Regions from separate parts of the Triticum aestivum genome. Here region 2 is linked to region 1. Evidence: chromatin contacts called from public Hi-C data. All regions are on one chromosome and are shown on one strand. The core of a region is the stretch at or near the end of the contact, and the rest is flanking DNA. Distances in the headings are between cores, read along the strand shown.

Region 1 (7,603 bases), core at 1,347-3,846:
ATACCGATTGTGTTGTTGTAGTTCTCTGATTTTGGAAATTGGAAGACAACAACAAGTCTACCCTTTAAACTTTTTTGTTTGTACCATTGTTGTTAGATATTTCGGCATATCTTAACATGCTGAGAGTAGGAGTATGATCCTCCTAAAGTTATTTCACTGCATCTTAACATGACAATTTGCTGGGGAAAAGCATTTCTTCACTCCTCATCTACATGGACATCCACTTCGTCTCACGCGCTGCCAACGCCAAGCAAGAAGAGATGGTGAGGTCGAATCTGGCCAATCTATTTGTTTCGAACCCCCATCCTTGCTCACAAATTTTGCTCAAACCATGTGTGAGAGTGGAAACGTATTATCCCTTGCTTCATTTTTCCCGTATATGTGTTCTTCCTGTAGGTGTTGTTGTTGCTATCACCCTGTTCTTTACTGTTCGCTAAATAATTTTTTCAATTGATGTATGATCCTTATGTGTTCTTCCTATAGGTGCTGCTGTCGCTACCACCTTGACATCAAGGTGTCTCCGGTTAATTGTCAATTGGGTTAGGATTCAACTTCATCATTACACAAGAATATACCTTTATCTACATAGTTGTCCAGGTACATGTTCTATGAATACTTGCATGTGGAATGCACTTCTCTAGGCTAGCCTTCTCATGCCCCATTTCTTTATGTACATAGCTTTATCTAAAAATGGATCTTTGTGTGCAAATAAATTCACCAAGCATCTTCAAAAATAGGGACTTGTTACTGATGCCATTCACCAGCATTTTAAAAAATTAGAGCTATAACTGATTTGTTATTATGAGGGATATGCATATCAGGAGGCCTCGTGGATTTGGATTTTTCACAATTGATACTGTAAAGTACCTGGATACGTCCATCCCATTTGTTTCAGTACATCTGTTGAATTGCCTTTGTTTAGTTATTTTCATATCATTTGCCATGAGATTTGTTTTCCAAATCGGTTGTCCTTCGGATGCTTTGATTTAGTTAACTTTTTTAGTTATTTTCATATCATTTACAACGCTTTCCGTCGTCCGATAAGAACTTATTGATGATCGATCGATTCACCCATGATCTGATGATCTTGCTATAACAAAACCGTATTACATTTCCCCTATCCCCTCTTCCTTATTTTTACTTGCTTCTTCATTGCTCCACTCGAGGTAAGGGCTCTATATAGCTCTTTGGCCTTATGGCTTAGACTGACTGCTGGCCCTCTGCACATGGGCTTGGCTGGGTGAGCTCACGGTCGGTGTCGGCCAATTAGACAGCTTGTCTCCTCAGCTTGATCCCATTGCTCGCACATCAGAACATTGACAATTTATCTTGTTGTACTTGCTTGCTGCTCCATCTTGATCCAGGACTGAATGGTGCCACACTAACTAAACATCTCTTTAGAAGATGGCCAGTTCCTTTTGTCTTGCACATCGAAGCAACCTGAAGATCACATGTACATGTTGTATCATTTATGTCCAGCAATGAACATGATCGAGCATGGTTAATCACACTGAAACTACTCTTTCTCAGTCCAATGGTCAGCTGTTGCATGTTACCTGTTTGTAGATGAATATAGTATCCACAATCAAGTAGTGACAAATCCTTAAGTTTGCTTCTCCTCATATGAACATATGATTTTGTAACACTGGTATTAAGATGCGAGACGGATATCCGTTGTGAGTTTATTTCTGATATATGTCAATGTGCTCATACTGTCTTTCTAGGTTTCCCACGCTAAAATTAGATTTACTATGTTTGCCAATTGAAAGTTTACATGTACTTTAATTATTGATGTATCATTTAGGTTGTCTGTCTTTTTGCCTAAACTAAGCCTATTGTCATAGTTACATTAACAAATATGGTAACTTGATTAACGCGCACAATCCCGTCTCAAGAGGCGTCACCAGGTGGCGCCCCAACCACTAGTTTAGAGGAAAGCGAGAGATAGACAAGAGCTATTTGTCACAACATAGTCATAAGCATGTGATGTGCACACTACATATAATGATATTTTGATATATGTTTCAATAGATAAGCTTATGATTCCATGGCAACACACGAGCAATCAACTAGATTTAGGTTCCTCGGATTAGGAATAGATCGGAAAGAAAGTGACGTGACAGGGCATTCAACAATGACATGGAAGCTACATGCAGATTCAATGGGCAATAGATTTAGAGGTGAATGACGAGAGAAGGTGATGGACGACATGTTCAACGAGAAAGAGCGGCTAGAGGGTTGTGTGGTGTTTCTAAGAATATAGAGAAGAAGATGCTTGTATTTGTGTTTTGGTTGAACATCGCATGCAATGTGCTCATTTGTGAGGAGAAAAATAAGCATTATTTACAAGTTCATTTGTTGGCCTGTGGCAACGTTGGGCAGAAGAGAGTTGTTTCCACCCATAGCCTACCCATTGCTAGAGCAAGAAAAAAAGAGGCCGGTCCCAGGGGAAAAGCAAGAGAAAAGAAGGAGAACCAAACGCGTCGCCGACCCGTTTCCCCGCACCCTCCCCGCGTCCGTCTAACGCGACCGACCGCGCACCCGGCCACCGTAGCCAGCAGTGCGGCCTGGCCGCCAGTACGCAATACCGCGTGCTCCACCCAGGCCGGAAGCTTCCGGAGACCGCCCTGCGTGCCGTGACCATCCTCCGCCCCAACCCAACCCAATCTCCTCCCCTCTACGCACGCCACCCCTCCCCGACTACTTATACGCGCTCCCCGTCGATCTATTCCCCACTCCGCCCCACTTCCTCCCTCCTCTCGATTTCGATTGGAATCGGAGCCAGCTCCGCTGCCTGATTAGCCGGCCGGCCCCGGCCCCGTCTCCGTCCCCATGGCGTCCAAGCGGATCCTCAAGGAGCTCAAGGACCTGCAGAGGGATCCCCCCACCTCCTGCAGCGCCGGTAATTTTCGCCGCCAGATCTACTTATTTATTGCCAGCTAGCTCTACCTATTTACTGCCACTTTCATGGAAGATCCCTCGGTGACAGATGCATGTGTGATGATTTGTCGTTTCCGTGGCCTCGTTGCTAGATATATGTATGTCGATTAATTGAGAGGATCTACTTATTTGCTAGAACTGTAGTCCCGGGGAATCGAGCGCTTTTGGAAATTTCTGTGTATAGCCGGGAGAAATTGCGGTAACCAGTAAGGATCTCAAAGGGAGGGCAAACCGTTGTGGACCAACTGGTCGCTGGTCATCCTGAGCCGATACAGTTAGCCTACTGGCACACATAAAATGGTAGTTGTACTGTTCCTGCAAGAAAAACTGTGGCAATGGACCAAACACCTACTGCAAATAGTCATGCTCGCCTTCATTTCTTTCGTATCTGTGCTCCCGGTTTAACATAGTACTTCCCCCTTTTGAACACGTAATCAGTAATTACATTTTTACATATGCTTGGACGTGGATGCGTGGGGTACCCATTAATATGAAAAGTTTTAGTCCAGCATTCCATAACATGTTAGCCTGTGGGGCACCCATGAATACGCATGGTTGTAGTCAAGCATTCCTGAACGTCTTAACCTTGGAAGTACTTCCGTGGTAGTTTGCTAAGATAATGTGTTGTTACCGTACTGTTATCGAAGTATCATACTTGGCTACCGATTTGTTGGCAAAATTTCTTCTAGCTGCATAGACACTAAAAATGATGAGGACTTCCTGATATGATCGACAGTTACTCATTCTTACAGCATCTGGACTTCTGGTTTAACATAGTAGTTACCATCTTGCACAAGTAGTCAATCATTACATCATTACATCTTGATGGAATGAAAACATAAACATTGGGGCTATCTGTAGTAAATAGTTCTTGCGTGAATGCGTGGGGTACCCCTGAATATTCTTAAAACATTCTAACCTGGGAAGTACTTCTGTGGTAGTCTGCTATTGCTAGTAATAATGTGTTGTTACCATGCTTTTTTTTGAAGTATCACATTATGGCAATTCAAATTGAGGCTCCAATGAGTGACTAAAACATATGGTTTCACTGAACAGGCCCTGTGGCAGAAGATATGTTCCACTGGCAAGCAACGATCATGGGCCCATCGGAAAGCCCATATGCTGGTGGTGTATTTTTGGTTACTATTCACTTCCCCCCAGACTACCCATTCAAACCACCGAAGGTATGTAGTCAATATCACTTCCAGTGCATGCAATGTTCTGAAATCATTCCTAGGAGGATACAAGAGTGCCTTCTCAATTCTGTACCTCTCTGAGCTTTCCCAAAGCCCTGATATAAGAAACTTCCTTGCCAGCGTCGTGCAGAAATTCCCCTCATATTTGCCAATGCATGCTTAATTAGTCTGTCAGCCTGGTAAAATGTAAAGTTGCTTAGGCCAGAGACAGATGAATGGTTCATCTTTTAGCACCTCCCTTTTCTGTTTGCATCTTACTGGACCTGTATACCAAAACATAGTACTAACTGGAGTATTAAGCTTGCCAAATTTTTGTCAATGCATGCTTAATTAGTCTTGTCACAATTCAAGGCCTTGGCTTGTACTGTGGATGATTATTCCATAATGGTGATGATCTAATTTATTTATTGAGATCATTAGAGAAGCTGCCAGCTAGGACATAACTGCTCTAGAATGGGAATTCAGATGCATGTTACATAACCATGAATACCTCTCCTGCTTGTCACTTATGTTGTTTTTCTGTTCCATGTTAATGTTCTTTGTCAGGATAAAGTATTTGTGCAGTAGCAATGGTCTAACTGGAGTATTAAGCTTGCCAAATTTCTTTTAACAATTCATGTAAATCTGGAATACTTATCTTGAGCTCCAAAGCCATCTAGCTAAATTCTTATGGAAATAATTTTGCAGGTTGCATTTAAAACAAAGGTTTTCCACCCAAATATCAACAGCAATGGGAGCATCTGCCTTGATATCTTGAAGGAACAATGGAGCCCTGCATTGACAGTTTCAAAGGTGACGTGATTCTTCTTTTCATGGTTTTGTAACAAACCTGGTCATGCCAACCAAGAGCGATACCTGTCATTGAGCTGGAGCTCCAGCAGTTTTAATTCTTATAGCTTAGACAAAGCATGTCAAAGTTAAACGCCCACCTTGCAGCATTTGTTCTCCAGTTGCACGTTTACCTGACAAGCCCCTATTTCCAGGTGCTCCTTTCAATCTGCTCTCTACTAACAGACCCGAACCCCGACGACCCGTTGGTTCCGGAGATTGCACACATGTACAAGAGTGATCGTGCGAAGTATGAGTCCACAGCGAGGAGCTGGACCCAGAAGTATGCAATGGGCTGACCTTGTGAGCCTAGGTGGAGGATGATGTTGGAGCCATCTTCGCTTGTTACACCTAATGTATCTTTGTTCCTGTTCTGCTGCTGCTATATGGGATTGTACTGTCCACCTACCTGACTGAATTCAAGTGTCATATTGTGAAGTGATGGCAGAAGGCCTCTATGGGTCTATGGGTGCACCCATCCAACAAATTAATAGAGATGGGAACTGAAACTAAAGTTGTTCCGTTGCTTGACCTGATTGGTGTCCTCGTCTTTTCCCCCTTATTTACTGGATGTTGTGAATGCTACTCTTGCATTTGTTGCTGATGAAGCTTAAAATGACTTATTGTTAGATGTAAAAATCTAAAACATACGTAAAATTGCCTGACATCACTTTGTTGGTTTTTTGCTATGATGGCCCTGTTTGGATCTATGGGTTAGAGTTAGTTTCAGCTAGTTTGGGCTCAAATAGCCCTAAAGTATCCAAACATTAGGCTTATTTTACGAAAACACTAACGCCCACACATGTGGGCGTTACCCAACTCGCCCACACGTCCGGATCGCCGTTCACTGTCTTTTGCACGAATCTTGACATGAAAAGGTGGATTTGGTGTGCCACGTAGGACGGGGCTGGTGTGTGGGCGTTGGAGATTTTGCCCACACGCCCGCACCACGCTGTTTGCCAGCTGCGTTGTGTGGGCGAACTGCTTTTCGCCCACACAGCCACCACCTAGGTCATGCGCGTGTGGGCGAACTGTTTTTCGCCCACACGACACTTCTACCTTGTGGATGGCAACTGCACTTACGCGAACGTGGCAACTCGGTACACACACATGGCAACTGTGATTCTTTACTACACGGCAACTGCAGTTACGCGAACGTGGCAACTCGGTACACACACATAGCAACTGTGATTCTTTGCTACACGGCAACTGCAGTTACGTGAACGTGGCAACTCGGTACACACACATGGCAACTGTGATTCTTTGCTACACGGCAACTGCAGTTGCGCGTACGTGGCAACCAGATAAACATACATGGACACTGTGATTAACAATACATGGCAACTATGGTTGGACCACACGTGACAACTAGGTAAACACACATGGTAACTACTGTTTTGACCATATGTGGCAAGTAATTAATCACACACGGCAACTACGGTTTGATTACACGCGACAACTACCATAAATTAGACATGTCAACTATAGTTAACCAAAACAGATAGAGTTGCCATGCTTTTACAACTACACTTGCCATCCCAAATAACTACATCTGCCAACCAGGATGGCAACTAAATCGTCATCCCGCGGGGTACCAAACGTAGCTGTGTCAGGACGTGTGGGCATTTTTGTTTCGTGCCACACGCACGGGGTGGAGATGAGTAGTATTTTGTTGGACGTGTGGCACGAAGTAGCCGCGCCCACACGTATGAGCAATTCTAATGTCCGCCCACACACAGCCCGTGTGGGCTGCCTCCTACTCACACCACACACGGTGTGTGAGTGCACTTCGTATATGCCACACGTGTGGCAGTTATCAGCGTCCTTATTTTAAGCTAGTTGCATCTAACCCACCCAAAAAACTATCCAAGAAACTATCCCACCCAAGAGATACTAATTGGACCTAGTTTTTTTAATGCATTTATTGTCAATCTAATATTGTCATCCAAACACCTGTTTGGCTAGAGTTGGTTAGTCATGAGTTGGAAACTAACTCTAACCTCTAGCTAGCTAAGTTAGAGTATCTAAACAGAACTGATGTTTCGATGTTTGATCTGAATGGAAACACTGAATGCCCACTCTATTCAACTAGAACCCTATTTTTCTAGTTCTTATGATGCACCGGGAGCTTATAGACAAAAAAAAACTAATCAGTTTAATAGTCCCTTATGGCTACGGTGGAACCTCGATCAACGTGTCATTGGGTCAAGAGAAGCTTTGATTGAAGTTCAATATGAATCTTTGGGTACTTATCATGATATTTATGGTCCGGTTAAGGGCAACTCTAATATGGATTACCGAATTGACCACAAATGTTTGGACCGTTTGTTAAGGGCTGCTCTAATTCATCAAATCGACCGCAAATGCCTGGACTGCTTGGGCCAAAGACAAGAGCAAGTCCGATCATCAAATCAACCACAAATGTTTGGACTTTCCAGCCCGAACACTTACCCATCCAATGGCTTCTCGTCCGGACACTTTTACCCATCCAGTGATAGTTAAATAAAATGTTTATATCGGTTTAGATGGTCGAAATCTTATAAACCAGCATCAGCCTTGGGGGAGATTTAGGAGTCCAGACATTCAGCATGTTGAACTCTGACAACACGGACCCATGATGTCCAAAATCTTGCAAACCA
Region 2 (7,603 bases), core at 3,384-5,883, 360 kb before region 1:
GAGCCATGTCAACACCCTAATGGCGGGAGATTTACCAAGGGAGTTAGCCGAAAATCTTTGAGAGCTATGCTTGGAAATAGTCCCGAAAGGCTATGTAGCAGCATTGAAGATTCAGTCTACGTCGATGGATAAGATCAGAGAAGCCCAAAAGACTGACAAGGAGATTGCTTCTATTAAGGAGAAAATGAGCAAAGGAAAAGTTAAGGGATTTCGCGAGGATGAGCACGATACCTTATGGTTTAAAGACCGTATCTATGTACCAAATGATTCGGAGATCAGGAAGTTAATCTTACAGGAGGCCCATGATTCACCTATTCGATTCACCCAGGAAATACCAAGATGTATTTGGATTTGAAGGATATATTCTGGTGGACCGAAATGAAGAAGGATACTGCAGAATATGTAGCAGTTCACTAAACCACAACACTGATGTAATGACATACAATCTGTCAGGAGAAAGCCCTTAAGAGGGCAGATAAACTGTCGGGATGGTGTTTCTCCCGGCAGATAGAACTGCCACAAGAACGGCTGCCGGGGATTACTTCTCCCAGCAGATAAACTATTCCCGGCAGTTTATCTGCCGCGACCCGTGAATACGCCGGCAGTTTGTTTTCTCCCGGCAGATTGGCCATGGCTTCAGAACAAACACTTACCGGCAGTGGAACTGCCGGCAAAAACATGTTCACCCGGCAGTTAATATGCCTCACATCATGTTTCACTAGCAAACCGTTCTAGGCAATGTATACCTAATTTATTATCCATCCATCGAGCAACTTATACCTGATTTAATATCCATTCATTGTCCTCGGGCAATCAGGAAAGATCACACAACTTGCACATACATACACTTCAATCAACCTTAAACTTCATTCAATTACACATGCCAGACCAAATACACATGTTTCTAGATACATGTATGAAACGACCATATACAAGGAGCTCGTGCTACAAAAGGTTCAGTACATATGTTTTTATATGCGTCACACAACCAAAATGAGCACATAATGGCTTGTGTACCAAAACAACCACCAAATAAGCATAGGAAAACTTGCCAATGTCTCTGGGTTCAGCAAACGAGGCATATATCACTTGACCAAATTAACTGTAGGTCTTCCAAACCTCCAGCAGCTTGCAGATCTTCCACAACTCCATCAACTTATGTACCCTTGGGAAGCCTGCAACAGAACAGAAACTCAAATGGAGCTCTCATTTGATTTTAAATTAACACATTGAAGATTTTGATGTGCTGCAGTTTAACTCATCGACATAAATAAAAATCTTCTAAATGTGTAACACTTCATCATAGCAAGCAATCATTATTACATAATTAGATCAACCATATTACTCAAGAGGCCTTCCTCAATTAGCTCAAGTATTGTTTACATACTAGAGGCTAGGATATGCATTAGCTGGCCAAGTAGTACTCTAAGGTAATGAAATAGGACCTGGAACCTGGATATGAGTAGGTGAGAGAACCCATGAAACACATCTTTATCTGAACTAAAGCAGATAAATATTACCATATCTCAACTAATTCAGGAAAGCAGGCCAAATGTCATATCTAGTACCAGTAGACAATAGCTAGTGTATCCTTTGAGATTCAGTTTGTCTTATTCACATCTAGATGTTTTTTAAGCATGTCACATCTAAGCTCCCGCAAATATATAATGCAACAACAAGAAACAAAAAAACTAGGAAAAAAATGGACCACAAACAGAGTGGACATCGGCTTAGATGTGACATAACTATGTCACATCTAGATGTGTCCTAGACAGACCCAGATTCACAAAAAAGAATCTCCCGCAAATTTTGAAGAGCGGCACATAATAACAAATCATGTTGCCCTATTTTTGAGATATGGAAAACTAACAGAAAAATACTATATTAAAAACCCGAGAGTTATTGCCAATACAAATTATTTTGAACCAATCAGATAAAGCATAACTGCATAAACAGAGGGAGTGTTACCTAAAGACAGAGCATGTAACCACGTGGCATATGTGGTTAGCAACTCAAAACTTGATAAACAATTTAAAGCAGAATATGTGGCCTTTGATCATAGATGGCTGGTGGCTACAAAGAACAGAAATCAATGCATCTTATAAGCTTGCTTGTGGTCGCATTGCTACAAACAGAAATCAATCATTATACATGATATAGTTATGGAAAGAAATGGATCAATTATACATGATATGGAAGGAAAATCTATCATTCTACATAATATAGTTTTTTTTTTTTAAAAAAAAACTATATTATGTAGAACTCAAATGTTGACATCAAAGTAACTGAGCAAAGTACAAGCAACTATCACCTTTGTTTATGACTAGAACTGAACTAGTAGACATCCTGTAGGAAGAGCCTGACACTTATCCACTTCCAACTGCATACATAGAAGCTTTTGCCACTGGGCTACCATGCTCCTGATAAACATTATACAGTATCACATCCCTTCCTTGCTGAGTAAATCAGACTTCAAGAAACAAAAACAAACACCTGAGAATAATCGCACAATTTCAACCCTATATAACATCATTTTTACATCTGAAATAGCTGAGTAACCAAGAAAATTTCAACACTATATCAATGCCCATTACAAGATTACTAATGGCTAAATGACAAAAATAACAAAGAAATCTCACCATTGGCGGTGAAGCGGAGACCATAGGCGGTACCGCTTAGGCGAGGAAGTAGAGGTGAGGCGACACTGCTTGGGGCGAGGATGGAGATGAGTTGCTATCCAGACGTAGTCGACACAACACTGCCTGCTGCGGAGGACGAATAGGAGGCATGCTGTGAGAATGAGAGGAGGACCAATTACACAACAGAACATACAAATCGAAGGACCAAATCAAGGGTGCAGACTGAAATATTGTACTGTACATAGTAGAGTCTAGCACTGCATTCTAGCTCCAAGTCAAAAATCTTTCATGTGCAAATAGGCAGAACATGCTCAGATAGAACAAAAAAATGCATTGAGTTAAACATTTGTAAAGAGTCTACAGGAATGCCATGGAAGATTTCGTGCACATGCAAATGCTCATTTTGTAAACTTCATTAATGTACAGAGTGGAGGGAAACATGTATATTACCTCCTCAGCTTGCTTGTGGTCGCATTACTGCTTTTGCCATGGACTTCTCCACTTCCAACTGCACACATAGAAGGAAAGCTTTTTAAGCAATCAACCATGACTCCATGATAGTCATTGGTAAATTCAATCATAAGAACAAAAGCTCACATGGTTGTGTATGGCTATGAGATACATCGCCCTTGAGCTTGCCCTGTGGTGGTCATGTTCCAGCACCATGAGGTAATTTCTACACGGACATGATATAGTGTTCCCTCTTGCTGAATGAGTAAAAGCAAAATCTATGAATTTCTTTACCCCGTCAATATATGCTTGTGTATTTCTAGCTTTATCCATCCAACTCTTGTCCATTCTTGACCAATTTCACCCAAATAGCCTAACATGCGAAACAAAGTATACTTTTATTAAGGAAAAAAATCTAGTAACAAAATGCATATCATCTTTATCTATTACAGGCAACAAGAAATACAATACGGAGAAGGAATGCCATCACACAACCATATAATGAACTGAAGCATATCATTCAGAATATACAAAAACCAAAATAGCAGTAAGAATGTCATCATCTATATCATAAAAGTGTAGCACCTAGTTTGTCCACATATCGTATTTTACAAAACACAAGCAAAGATGCTACTACTTTGGGGCATCAACTAAACAACTTAGCTAGGTGGACTAAACAAGTGGGCTGAAGACGTAAAAAAATAGCTTTCTTTCATCTCAAATTCAAATAAACTAGAAACCTCGATTAAACAACTTAGTTAGGTTTCAACGAGTCTAATTAAGGTATGCATTGTTAATCACCATACTTCCCCATCCTTCGATCTGAAGGGCTACTAATAGTACTAGTGTTCATCTATCTTTATTTTCAAGTTCCGTTTGCAAACAATGCAAATAACCTTTGAAGATGTTTGGATCATGGTTTTTTCGTCATTATCAGATCATAATTAAAAACGATGATTTGTTCTAACTGCTAGAATAGTTAAGTGCTACTGTTCGAGATTACATACATGTGTAGCTGCACATTCAGATGTTAAAAGAGACAAGAGTTGAAATCTCACCTATTGAAGAGGACACTGGTGAAAGGAAATACATGACGTGGCTGCCTAGGGGAAGGGTACTGAGGAGACAGAGCCGCTCGCGGGAGGGAGGACGCTCCGCTGCTCGGGGGAGATGACGTAGAGGAGGCAGCCCCGCTCAATGCTTTGGAGAAGGCCTGCTCGGTGTGGACCAAGCTCGCGGAGAAGGGGGGTGGTCGCCAGTGGAGTGGCTCCGCGACGTGGAAGGCCGGCGCTGGTGGTGTCGTCCGTGTCCTCGACGGCGCTGTGATGTGGGGTCGACCGCGGCAGCAGTCTGCAGCGGTGGGGTGTGGAGGGCGGAGTCTGCAGCAGCAGCGGGGAGTGGTTGGGGCAGGCGGGGCAGCGGTGGTGTGGTGGAGGGCGCGGTAGCGGCGGTGGGGTTGTGGCTAGGGTTCGCGGCGTATGCGGTCTGGATCGATTTGGGGATGAACTGGATCGAAGTCTCTGGATGAGGGACACGACGCGTCTATATTTTTTCAGGCCAAAAGTCTCGCTCGCTTTTGTGCTCTTGTTGGCGCGCGCTTTAGGCCCAACTCTGTTTTGGTCCCGTGCCATCCCACTCAAAAAAAAATATTTGGTCCCGCGCCAGAGATGGTCCCCCGGCAGATAGCATGCCGTGTCGTAGTTCTCCCGGCAAATGTTGCACCCTCATTATTACCGGCAGTCTTATTGCCCTTGTTTCTTCGGTTTTACCGGCAGTTAAAATGCCCTTAGGTAGTTGTACCGGTAGTACAAAATGTCCCGGCAGTTTATTTGACCTTGATCAGCTATTTCTACCGGCAGTTAATTGCCCCCAATTAAGTGTTATGGTGTAGTGGTTTGTGATGTATGTTAGAGAGTAAAGGCAGAGCATCAGAAGCCAGCGGGATTGCTACAACCATTGCCGATACCCGAATGGAAGTGGGATAAGCTAGGCATGGACTTTATTACCGGATTACCCCGAACACGTTCAGGCTACGACTCGATATGGGTTGTAGTCGATCGTTTGACAAAGGTAGCTCATTTCATTCCCGTGAAGACTACCTATACCAGTGCAAAGTTGGCAAAGATATACATGACCAGGATTGTATATCTGCATGGAGTTCCAAGGAGCATTGTATCAGATAGAGGAACCCAATTTACCTCAAAGTTCTAGAATTAGTTGCATGAAACTTTGGGAACCAGACTGGAGTTTAGCACAGCCTTCCATCCGCAGGCAGATGGACACACCGAGAGAGTCAATCAGATTTTGGAGGATATGCTGAGAGCTTGTGCGCTAGATTACAGATCTAGTTGGGACGAGAATTTGCCGTATGCAGAGTTCTCTTACAACAACAACTATCAATCCAGTTTGAAGATGACCCCTTTCGAAGCCTTGTACAGAAGGAGGTGCAGGATCCCATTGTCTTGGGATGAAGTTGGAGACCGCCAGTTGTTTGGACCGGATCTGATAAAGGAGTCTGAACAGAAAGTGAAATTGATTCGCGATAGGCTCAAGGTAGCTCAGTCCAGGCAGAAGAGTTATGCAGATTCTAAACGCAAGGAGACAGTTTACGAAGTCGGAGACCGAGTTTATCTTCGAGTATCACCACTTCGAGGAGTTAAGCGCTTTGGAGTTAAGGGAAAGTTAGCACCACGTTTTGTAGGACCATACAATGTTTTGGAGCGTATGGGAGAAGTGGCCTACAAATTGGAATTGCCCGAAGGATTGTCAGGAGTTCATGACGTGTTCCACGTTTCCCAGCTGAAGAAGTGTCACGCAGAGATGGCTGAAATACCGTTGAGAGATACGGTACCATTGGAAGCATTTCAGTTGGACAGTGATTTGACCTATGAGGAGAAACCAGTTAAGATTCTAGAGTACGCCAGTCGAGTCACGCGCAGCAAAGTTATCAAGTTTTGCAAGATTCAGTGGAGCCACCACACGGAGGATGAAGCCACCAGGGAGTGAGAGGAAGAATTGCTGAAGGACCACCCTCACCTATTTTCTAGCCAAACCGAATCTCGAGGGCGAGATTCATCTTAAGGGGGTAGGTTTGTAACATCCCAAATTTTCAATTTGAAATGTTATACACTAGGCATCATTGCATATCATATTTATCGCATTTTGGTTGATCCTAGAAATTTCACGCAACTCAAGGACCCTCGGAGAGAATTGGGGATTTCGTTATTTTCATATTTGAGTTGTCTCAAATTTTGAAAATAGGATCATTTGATTTTATTTATTTTATCTTCAATTATTTCTATTACAAAAATATGAGAGCGGGAATAAAATGACTTTCTCAAAATAAAGAAATATTGAGGATTTAATAAATAAATCAAATAAGAGTTATTCTGGTTTTATTTGCTATTTTATTTGAATTTAGGAAAAATGCGCGTTTTTCAAAATTGCATTTAGGACCCAAATAAATGTTCATCCTGTTCGGCTTGATTTTAGGAGTCGGGGAAAATTTATTTCGGGATTTTTGGAGTCCGTTTAGTATTCCTTTTGTTTTTTTTCTGAGCATAACTTAAAAAAAACTGAACCGACCTACGGGCCGTGTTAGTCCGGACTCCTCCGGCCTCAGCCTTTATAAGCCGCCGGCCTGCCCCGGGCCGAAACACTAGCACCCAGCCCCAGCCCCGCCGCCCTAGCACCGCCGCCGCCGCCCCGCGCCGCCGCCGCCCGCCGCTGCCGCCCGCCGGATCCGTCGCCGGAGGTAGACCTCGCCGCCGCCGGCTTTTCTCGAAAGACCGTTCGGTTTTTCTGACGGTTTTATTCGTTTTTTTAGTTTAATTTTTTTAATAGATCGGTTTTTCCTGTTTATTTAAATAGCGAGCGTCCGCTCGTTCGCTAGTTTTAACGAACGTTCGTTGTTTTTTCTTTTCTCGGAATAAATCCGTGATTTTCCAGATCGCGATTTCTGATCCGATTTTCATTTTAGTCTAACTTTTCGCTCGTTTATCGGCATCAGGCGATTCAAGCGCCTGGAGTTTTGTCTCGAAACCCTCTTTCCGTTTAACCAACTTAAACAAGTTTTTGCCACTGTAAAAATTACCCTACATCCAGAATAGTAAACGAAGCTTGTTTCTTTTGCCGTTTGTTTTCCGTTGCTTCGTTCGATTTGATTCTTTTTGCCAACCGGAGTTCTTAATTTGAACTTTCTGGTTATATCTCTTATTTGAGTTTTACCTGTGCATTAGCTGAGTACTTATTGTATGCTTGGTTGTTTGCGATAGAGTACCCGGAGTGCGCCGCTTGCTGCTTCGAATCGCTAGGATTCCCGGATCATCAGCAAGGCAAGTAACACTTTGATCATGCTTTCCAACTACCCAGTTTTATTGCATTAGATCTATCCTTAAACATTGCATGATTAGGATCTAATTAAATTGTGGGTTTGGGAAGTAGTTGAGGTAGTACCTATTACCTGTTATTATCAAACCTTTGGGAGTTACTTCTACATTTGCTTATTATGCCAT

The links. Hi-C and Micro-C count contacts between places; a contact is called where the count stands out from the background.
Region 2: a Hi-C map of leaf shows a contact between it and region 1, with 4 times the contacts expected there. The contact joins the promoter of LOC123147878 here to the promoter of LOC123147877 in region 1. A contact is called at or near these places in 2 of 5 Hi-C or Micro-C datasets (both in leaf).

What each region holds. Positions count from the first base shown.
Region 1 is chr7A:509,175,047-509,182,649 of IWGSC CS RefSeq v2.1, reverse strand. It overlaps LOC123147877 (ubiquitin-conjugating enzyme E2 28), which reads left to right and starts at 2,596. Exons shown (of 4, transcript XM_044567195.1): 1 at 2,596-2,902; 2 at 3,997-4,124; 3 at 4,824-4,928; 4 at 5,120-5,495. The coding sequence starts at 2,833. The coding sequence ends at 5,263.
Region 2 is chr7A:509,538,737-509,546,339 of IWGSC CS RefSeq v2.1, reverse strand. It overlaps LOC123147878, which reads right to left and starts at 4,633. Exons shown (of 7, transcript XR_006473533.1): 1 at 4,148-4,633; 2 at 3,384-3,462; 3 at 3,237-3,279; 4 at 3,090-3,147; 5 at 2,640-2,765; 6 at 1,969-2,470; 7 at 833-1,175.